Linked DNA regions of Canis lupus: region 2 is linked to region 1. The links are chromatin contacts, called in public Hi-C maps. All regions are on one chromosome and are shown on one strand. The core of a region is the stretch at or near the end of the contact, and the rest is flanking DNA. Distances in the headings are between cores, read along the strand shown.

What was found. Hi-C and Micro-C count contacts between places; a contact is called where the count stands out from the background.
Region 2: a contact with region 1 is called in a Hi-C map of blood, with 2.4 times the contacts expected there. The contact joins two enhancer-like sites. A contact is called at or near these places in 2 of 9 Hi-C or Micro-C datasets (blood and skin fibroblasts).

What each region holds. Positions count from the first base shown.
Region 1 is chr9:3,696,346-3,700,615 of UU_Cfam_GSD_1.0, forward strand. It overlaps PGS1 (CDP-diacylglycerol--glycerol-3-phosphate 3-phosphatidyltransferase, mitochondrial), which reads right to left. Exons shown (of 10, transcript XM_038546455.1): 8 at 173-248. Among named protein-coding and RNA genes, the nearest start is that of PGS1, 27 kb to the right of the region's middle. Within about 2 kb of position 1,851, at least 5 of the 20 cell types and tissues checked have an H3K27ac peak or open chromatin away from gene starts, as enhancers often do. A contact at or near this core is called in blood, where this site is marked.
Region 2 is chr9:3,792,673-3,796,721 of UU_Cfam_GSD_1.0, forward strand. No RefSeq gene overlaps it. Among named protein-coding and RNA genes, the nearest start is that of TMEM235, 36 kb to the right of the region's middle. Within about 2 kb of position 2,784, at least 2 of the 20 cell types and tissues checked have an H3K27ac peak or open chromatin away from gene starts, as enhancers often do. A contact at or near this core is called in blood, where this site is marked.

The DNA.
Region 1 (4,270 bases), core at 601-3,100:
GGGCTCCTCTCAGGACCAGCCTTCCAGCCACCAGCAGGCTTCTGAGGACTCGGGGTCCTTCTCACTGGAGACGATGGCGGAGACAGCCCTCAGGGGACCCGGCGATGTGGGCAGGGCCGAGCACCCAGCTACCACCCACTCACCCCAGCAAATCCCACTTGTCCCAACCAACCTGGTGAAGTTGCTGCTGCAGGGCCCGGCTCTCCGTCACTATGGCGATCTGGGCCTCCAGGTCCCGGTGAACTGACCTGTACCCAAAATTAGGAGAGCCAATCAACGTGAGACAGGGCAGGCTGCTCCCTGCCAGGTACAGCCAGAGGCCTGCAGGGAAAAGGAAACGTGCAGACAGGAAATGAGCACAGCATCTGCCGAGAGCCTCTCCACACTTCATTCAACCTAAGAGAAAAGCAGCCCGCTGGGAATGAGCAGTCGGGCGCGATGCGCTGTCCGCTCAGGGAGCTGCTCGGAGGGCAGGAACCTGGGCAGCCGGCGTTCCCAGGAAGCCACCTCCTCCTGTCTTGCCCAAGCACAGCGAGAGGTGGGTTTCTCAGGGAGCCCCTGGATGCCCATGCTCAGGTTCTGCTTTCACCACCCCGTGCTAACCACAGCCCTTCCCAGAGGCTTCAGGGCCTCTGATCCCCAGCTCTTTGAACTGCCTCGGCCACATCCTGGCCACTGGAACCTGAAGCCCACCCTGGCCAGAGACTCCATGGCCCTGCCATGAGCACCAAGGGGAAAGACCCCACTGGGCTTATGGCAGCCTAGGGGACAGCAATGCTCCTACCCAAGTCTGCGGGAATACAGCTGTTGCCGGGGGGAGGTGGGTATGGAGGATACACTCCATCCTGCATCCCTTCCCACCCAGGGACATGCAGTTCTCTGTCTCGGGCTGCGGACACACCACACCCAACAGGACACTAGATGCGCGTCCCTGCTAGGGGCTCAGGGACAGCCAAAGCCAGACACGCAAAGTCCACTAGAGGCCGGTGGAGGAGAGAAGCTAAGAGGACCTGAAAGTTTCTGTCCCGCCCCAGAGAACACCATTTCCCCTTTTCTGCTAGGAAATGAGCCGGCTGACAACACAGCTGGACAAAAAGCAGGGTACAGTACAAGCAGCCATGGGATAGAGGATACTGCCCCCATCCCCCGGGATGCTGACATGTTTGTCAGGAAGGCTGCAGATGGTCTCAGAATCCTAAACTGTGCTCTGAAACAGACGCCAGGCAGGTGGTCTGCTGTGCACCCGTCCCCCCTCCTCCGAGTCCCATGGCCTGCTGGCACGGTCCAGGGCCTGTCACAGCTACTTCTTCTCCTAAACAGGCTACTCCCAAAACCTGACTTCCCAAGGACATCTGCTGCCCTGGACTTCTTTTCTCCTGCAGGAGCTCAGACTTGGGTCTGGCCTCTGTCTCTTCCTCCACACTACACCATCACTGGCACCGAGAACGCTCGGCCCAGAAAGCCCAGCCCACTGTCCGGTGCTGGAGCCGGCCTGGCTCCCCTGTGAGGCTTGCCGGCCTGCTCAGAGCCCGCCTCCTCACACCCTCCCCACCACCGCCGGTCTCTCTTCTGCCAACATGACCCTTGTAAAGGGGCCCACAGGAGCGCATGACCATCGTGAGCGAATCAACAACATGTAATACACACCAAGAAGCCTAAAATAGAAGACCATTTCCTAATTCTCACTCAGAGCAAGAGCATTTCCAAGAATACCTTGGGTAAGAGATGACGATGCTCTGCTGCCTGTTCCTGTAATGTGCTCGACCCCCCCACACACACACAGGGGCCACATCAAAGCCGCCTGCCTGCCTGCCTGCGTATGTCACTCAGCCAACTGTACCGCCCCATGGGGCCACTGTCGCGTAGGCAACCATGTGGCTCACCTTATCTTGTGTTGAGATACTAGGGGTGCGCTGGCTGGCCCCTAGCATTCTGTTCCAGATGCCCAGGGAGGTCCAGGTGGAACAGGTAAGCCTTGACTGCTTCAGTGCCGGCCCTCCGCCTCCACTAGGCTCAGCTGCTTCTGCCCCTCTTTCCACAAAGCCTGAGGCTGGGGGGGCCAGGACCAGGGGCTGACCTCCCCCAGCCTTTGAGCTTCACCACCTGCCACTGCTATTCTGACTCTCTCAATGTCACAATCAGAAAGACTCAAAAGCACTGGGGATGCTCCATGCTCCTCATGCAGCCGGCTCTCCGGAGCCCGCTCAGCTGGGAGCAGTGAGTGTGTCCAGCAGTGAGTGTGTCCCCAACACCCATGGGGCTGGCACTGGCTAAGGCTGATGTGAACCATGCCATCCAAGGCTCCTGGACCAGAGGGCAAGACTGAAAGGACCTGGAGGGCAAGACTGAAAGGACCTGGTCTTCTGAGTATCTCTTATTTCTGAAATCTGCCTAAACGTAGATCTATTACTTACAACCTAGGGGCCAGCCATGAGAGGCATGTAGCCCATCCCCGCACATACCAACAGCTCCTCGCCCCAGCTTCCAGCCTGCTTTCGTTACTGACCACTAACAAGCTTTTTTAGACCTGTTTTTCCTAATTGCCAGCCCCAAAGGAAATCCTGCTCTCACGGAATCATATCTGCGTGCTACACAAAGGTGTACCCAGATTCTATGTGTAACGAGACGAGAGCTTTTCAGTACCCACCCGCCACCATCGCCCCATTGGGAAGGCATGAGAGACACCTGTCTTTCAGCTTTCCTCTCTGGCCCTGGCTGGCCTTGGAGAGCATGTGCGAGTGAAGGGCAGCACGTATCTTGAACCTACTGGCCACCTTGGTGAGACCTGCAACTGCCCCACCACTTCCCCCTGTAGACCCATGTGGACTGGGATCTTTCTCCACATAAAGACCACAGATGTTGAAGCCACGTGGTACCCATGCCCCAGGAGATCAAGATAATGCCCCATGAACAGCCCTTCCAGGTGCAAGCTCTCTGAAGGCGGGACGTTTCTGCTGCTGGGAAAGACCTAAAGGACAGCCGGGAAACCTCCATTCAGGGAGGGACTCCCAAGGGTGCATCCCTTGCTCTGGGCCTGAGCACAGAGGCTGAGAGGCAGGCTGGGGCCTCTACACACTTCCCAGCAGGGCCATAAGCCTGTTATCAAGCCCTGACCTTTGTGCCCAACGCCTCTACCAACCTAGCACCCATAAGACTAGGAGCCACTCGGCAGAGCCACAGGAGTGACAGCACAAGAGAGGACTGGCCGTGGGCAGCCCTCAGCCCAAGGGAGCACGCTGGGGTACACAGATGACTGGACGGAATCCCAAGACTTCTGCGGGCTCCCAGCTCTTCAATGAGAGCCCTCACTCCCTCACCCTGGGCCTCCTCTCCTGCTCTGCCCACACCTACACTACAGTCCCTTTTCCACACGGTCCAGCGCTGTGCATGAGCAAACCAGGTGGCCCCAGGGCTCTCACAGCGCTCCCTCGCCAGGCCTCTGACCTTTCCCATGGGCCCGGCCACCTCCAGGCCTTACTCCCTCCCGACCTGCCCCCCTCACTCCTCCTCATGCCCAGCAGTCTCAGGGCCTCATATTCCTGTTCTCTCCACCTGAACCCTCCAGCCAGGGTCTGTGCTTGGTGAATGTCCCCTCTGCAGACAGGTCTTCCCAACCCGCCACCTAACCCCCAGATCCGGCCCAGATCCCTCCTCCTGCTATGGTCATAACCCGTTCCATCACCTGACATTTTATTATAATATATTCATCTACGGATGCCTGGGTGGCTCAGCAGTTGAGCATCTGCCTTCGAGGAGACTGCATCTCCTTCTGCCTGTGTCTCTGCCTCTGTGTCTCTCATGAATAAATAAAATCTTAAAAAAAAAAAAAAGACAGATTCATCTGTACGTATCTGCTTCCTATTAAACTAGACAGATGCCTGGAGAGGGCAGGTCCCCAATGATGGATTCCCAGCACCCTGAATCCTGCCTGGCACACAGTGGACACTCAATAAATACTTGTTTGAACGAGTAAATGAGGCTAATTGTGCATCTTCCAACATATGATGACGAAATTAAGTATAAAAACCTCTGAGTTCTAAAGCAGGTGCTCCAGACCGTTTCTGGTGAGAGGCTGTCCCTGAGGCTCTCTTCAAGAAAAATGTCATCTGGGCAGCCCGGGTGGCTCCGTGGTTTGGCGCCGCCTTCAGCCCAGGGCCTGATCCTGGAGACCCGGGATGGAGTCCCACATGGGGCTCCCTGCCTGGAGCCTGCTTCTCCCTCTGCCTGTGTCTCTGCCTCTCTCTGTGTGTCTCTCATGAATGAATGAATG
Region 2 (4,049 bases), core at 1,534-4,033, 97 kb after region 1:
AGGCAGATGCTTAGCGGACTGAGCCACCCAGGCGCCTGCCTAAATTAAGGATCTTGAATGAGATGATCCTGGATTAGGATGGGGCCCTAAATCCAATGACGGGTGTCCTTATAAGGGACAGAGGAAATGACAGCCACAGAGACACAAAGAGAGATCCGAGACCACAGAGGCAGGGGGTTTGGAGCAGCCACGAAGCCCCGAGCCAGCCAAGTAATGGACGGACCACCAGACGCTGGAAGGGGCAGCAAGGAGCCTCCACGAGAGCCTTCGAGGGAGCGCAGCCCTGCCCACACCATGATTTCAGATTTCTGGCCTCCTGAACCGTGAGACAATCGACTGCTGTTGTTCCAAGGCCCTCCCCGCCCCCACCGCCCCTCCAGTTTGTGGTGGCTTGTCCTCGCGGCCCCCGGAAACCGCGACAGGGACCATCCGGAGGGAGGCCACAACCCTCTGTTCCCATGTCCCCAGCCAGGAGGCTCTGCCTGTGGACCAGCTTGCTCCCGGCCGGCAGGGTCCGTTTGAAGTCTGCCCAGGGACCTTGACTGCTGGGCTGGGCTCCTCACCCCGCGGGGTCCCCAGCAGTGGGGACACAGAGAGCCCACTTTTTCCGAGAAGGCTGTTTTATGTGTTTTACAGGCATTCCGTTATTATGTTTATTATTTACGGTCAGTTTGAGGGACATAAACTTGTAGCTGTATTGTTGGGAGTAAATTTTATTTCCACGGCTTTAAAACACAAATAAACAAGAAGTAATAAGCCCATTAGTTGCTGAATATTGTTATAATTCCGTAGACTGTAACTTTTACTGCAATCATAACTGTAAAATACCAAGAACCCACTGCGACAAGATTTTTGGGAATAAATGTCACCGCTGGGGCCTGGGACACAGACAACGGTTCCGCTCTGGTTGCAAAGGGGTGTCAAGCTGGCGGGGGTAGGATGTCAGCCGGGCAGCTCTGAGCGCGGCCCTCCGGTAACGCCCGCAAGCTGCGGTGGTGTTACTGGGACCCCGTCCTACCCCTCTGATGGCACACACAGAAAACAGATGATTCCCTTTGTAGTTACATTTTCAATCACCCCGCTGACAGGACCTTTCTACTGCTGCAACTTGTGAAGCAATAAAATGCAAAAAAGAAGCCATTTCAGCTCCGGGAAAGACCGAATGATAAAAACACAGCTTGGACTGCAAGAAGTCTCTGGGGGCAGATGGGACCAGAGTTGTCAGGTGCAATACAAGGTGCTCGGTTAAAGGCGAGTTTCCGATCCATAAGGAATAACTTGGGACACCCGGGTGGCTCAGCGGTTTAGCGCCTGCCTTCAGCCCAGGGTGTGATCCTGGAGACCCGGGATCGAGTCCCACATCGGTCTCCCTGCATGGAGCCTGTTTATCCTCCGTCTGCCTATGTCTCTGCCTCTCTGTGTCTCTTGTGAATAAAATAAAATCTTAAAAAATAAAAAAATCCATAAGGAATAACTTGTAGGATAAGTATATCCCACTTGTGGCTTGGATATACTTAAACTAAAATGACGCTTACTATTTGTCGGAAACTGGACTTTAACTAGGTACCTTGTCTTTTGGCTATTTTACTCAATTTGGCGACCTCACCAGACACTGAAGAGCAAGGCTGGACACCCTCCCCGCTGCCCGATAAGTGACTCCCCGAATGAACTGCCGGGACTCGGTGGGGGGGACATTCGCAGGTGCAGCTGCTTAAAGTTGGCCAAACGGAGCATCCTTGGTCTCAGAAGTTTCAACCAGGTCCCAGGCTTGGAGTGAGGGCCGTCAGGGGTGCTCGGAGAGTGTTAACATCACCTCGGCGTTGACTGTTTAGGTACAAAGGTAAAGGGTAAGAGAGTAGGTCTGACTGTCTTGTTTTGGTTTTTTTTTCGGTTTGGGGGTGATAGGCATTTACATGCACATTTCTGTGAAGCCTCAGGACTGCAGAGGCTATGAGGGGTATGCCAATTGCTGTTTTATGAAAGGGGAGCTTAAGCAGCTGATGCCCAGTCACAAAGCTAAACGGGGTTCCGCGTGCTGGGCAAAGCGGGGTCCTTCCCCCTCCTCTGCAGGGCGAGCTCGCAGAGTTTGCAGTGGGTGCTTGTGCTTCTCTTAGCTCCGCAGCGCAGGTTAACTCAGGAGGCTACACCTCTAGTCCTTAAAGGCTTTGCAGAGGCCTGGCTTAGAGCTGGGCCTCTGAGCTCCCCCTCCACCCGCACCCCCCCCCTCCGCTCCCTGGGAAACTCAGCGTCAGAACTTAGAGCAAAGGCTTGCTTTGGATCAAGAGTTGCACCATCCAGGGGCGCCTGGCTGGCTGGGGCAGTGGAGCATGCAACTCTTGATCTCAGGGTTATAAATCCAAGCCCATGTTGGGTGTAGAGATTACTTAAAAATAAAATCTAAAAAAAACAAAAACAAAAACAAAAACAGAAGTTGCCCCAATTCAGTTTGGAACGGGCTCACTTGCGGAGAGCCTAGTAGCCGAGGACTTTTTGGCTGCTGCAAAAACTCCGCCTCCAGAGGCGGGCTGTTTTGCACCTTTCCGTTGCCCCAGGGGGAAGTTAGGAGGCCACGCCCAAGGACCCCTGGAATAGGCTTCACCCCAGGGGGCTCCTCCCCAACAGTTTATATAAATAGCCCTCCTCCCGGGGACTGCCCCTGGCTGCTTTGGGTGGCACCCATGGGTGGGCAGCAGTAGCCCAGGAGGGTCGCAGGGAGGGAGACCACCGAGGTCTAGGGGCACCGCGGTGGCGCCTGTGTCCCCTGGGACCTCCTACCCTTCCCACTTCCCGTTTCAGGTGTGCCCGCAGCGCCCCTGTGCTTCTACCGGCACAGGACACACAGGGCTTTGTTTCTGCTTTTTGTTTTTGCTTAATGCAAATAAGGTGAAAATATAATAGTATTTTCAAAACACTCTCCAAAGCAACCACTTCCCAGCACCTCCAGGGTACCCTTCCCAGGTCAGCTCCACCTAATGGGGTCCCCTCCCACGGCTCCTGCCAAGGCAGCCACCAGGTCACCCCCCCACCGCCCACCTTGCTGCCCAGGGTCTCGATGCCTTCGCAATGCCCAGGGCACACTCCTAGAGAGTCGCCCGGGCCTGTCGCTCCAGCTGTCCCCCCATATTTTTCCGTGGCTCACCCCTCATGCCTGGGCCAATCAGCTCCACAAGGAAAGCCTGCCCTGACCATCTTTTGAATTCTGGAACCCACCTGCCCCTCATTTCATCTCCCTCACCTGGCTGTCCTTTTTTTTTTTTTTTTTTTTTTTAACATTTTATTTATTTATTTGAGAGAGAGCGAGAGTACAAGCCAGGGGCAGGGGCAGAGGGAGAGGGAGAAGCGGACTCCCCGCTGAGCAGGGAGCCCAAGATGGGGCTTGATCCAGGATCCTAGGACCATGACCCGAGCCCAAGGGGGCTGCTTAACCGACTCAACTACCCAGGTGCCCCTCACCTGGCTGTCCTTATTCCTTCGAACACACCGTTGACCTTACTTCCCCGTCGTGAGTGTGTCTCCCTGCGGGACCTCGAGCCCCCAGAAGGGCAGCCGCTCACCACAGGCACCAAGCAAATGGTTGTCGAAAAAATGAAGGAAGAAAGGAACCAGTGTGCTTTACCACGGTGACGTATGGACCTGGCGCCCGACGTCACCCTTTACTCCGGAGTGGGGGACCACCATCGTTGGCCGGTTGGCCCCCTTGCCTGTTCCCTGTCTTCCTATCACGATCAAATCCTCTGAAAGCCACCGTCACCCCCAACCTGCCCACCCCATACCCTGTCGGTGGGAGACTCTGCATGCATTGGGCACCTCTGCACACAGCAGGCTTCTCATCTGGACAGGGGTGGGGGGGTGGGGTGACTGGCTGTGGGAAGGGGGGCTCATATCCATGCGTTTGCATCATGCTCTGCATAACTGCCTTCCCCCTTGGGACTTGAGGGGTAGCAGCTTGCAGCCCAGCCCTCAGGTGCCTCAGGAATCAGAGAAGGCCTTTTCTGCAGCCCAGGCAAGGGCGGGGTCTGTCTGGGGCCAAGATGAGGGTCCTCAGAGCA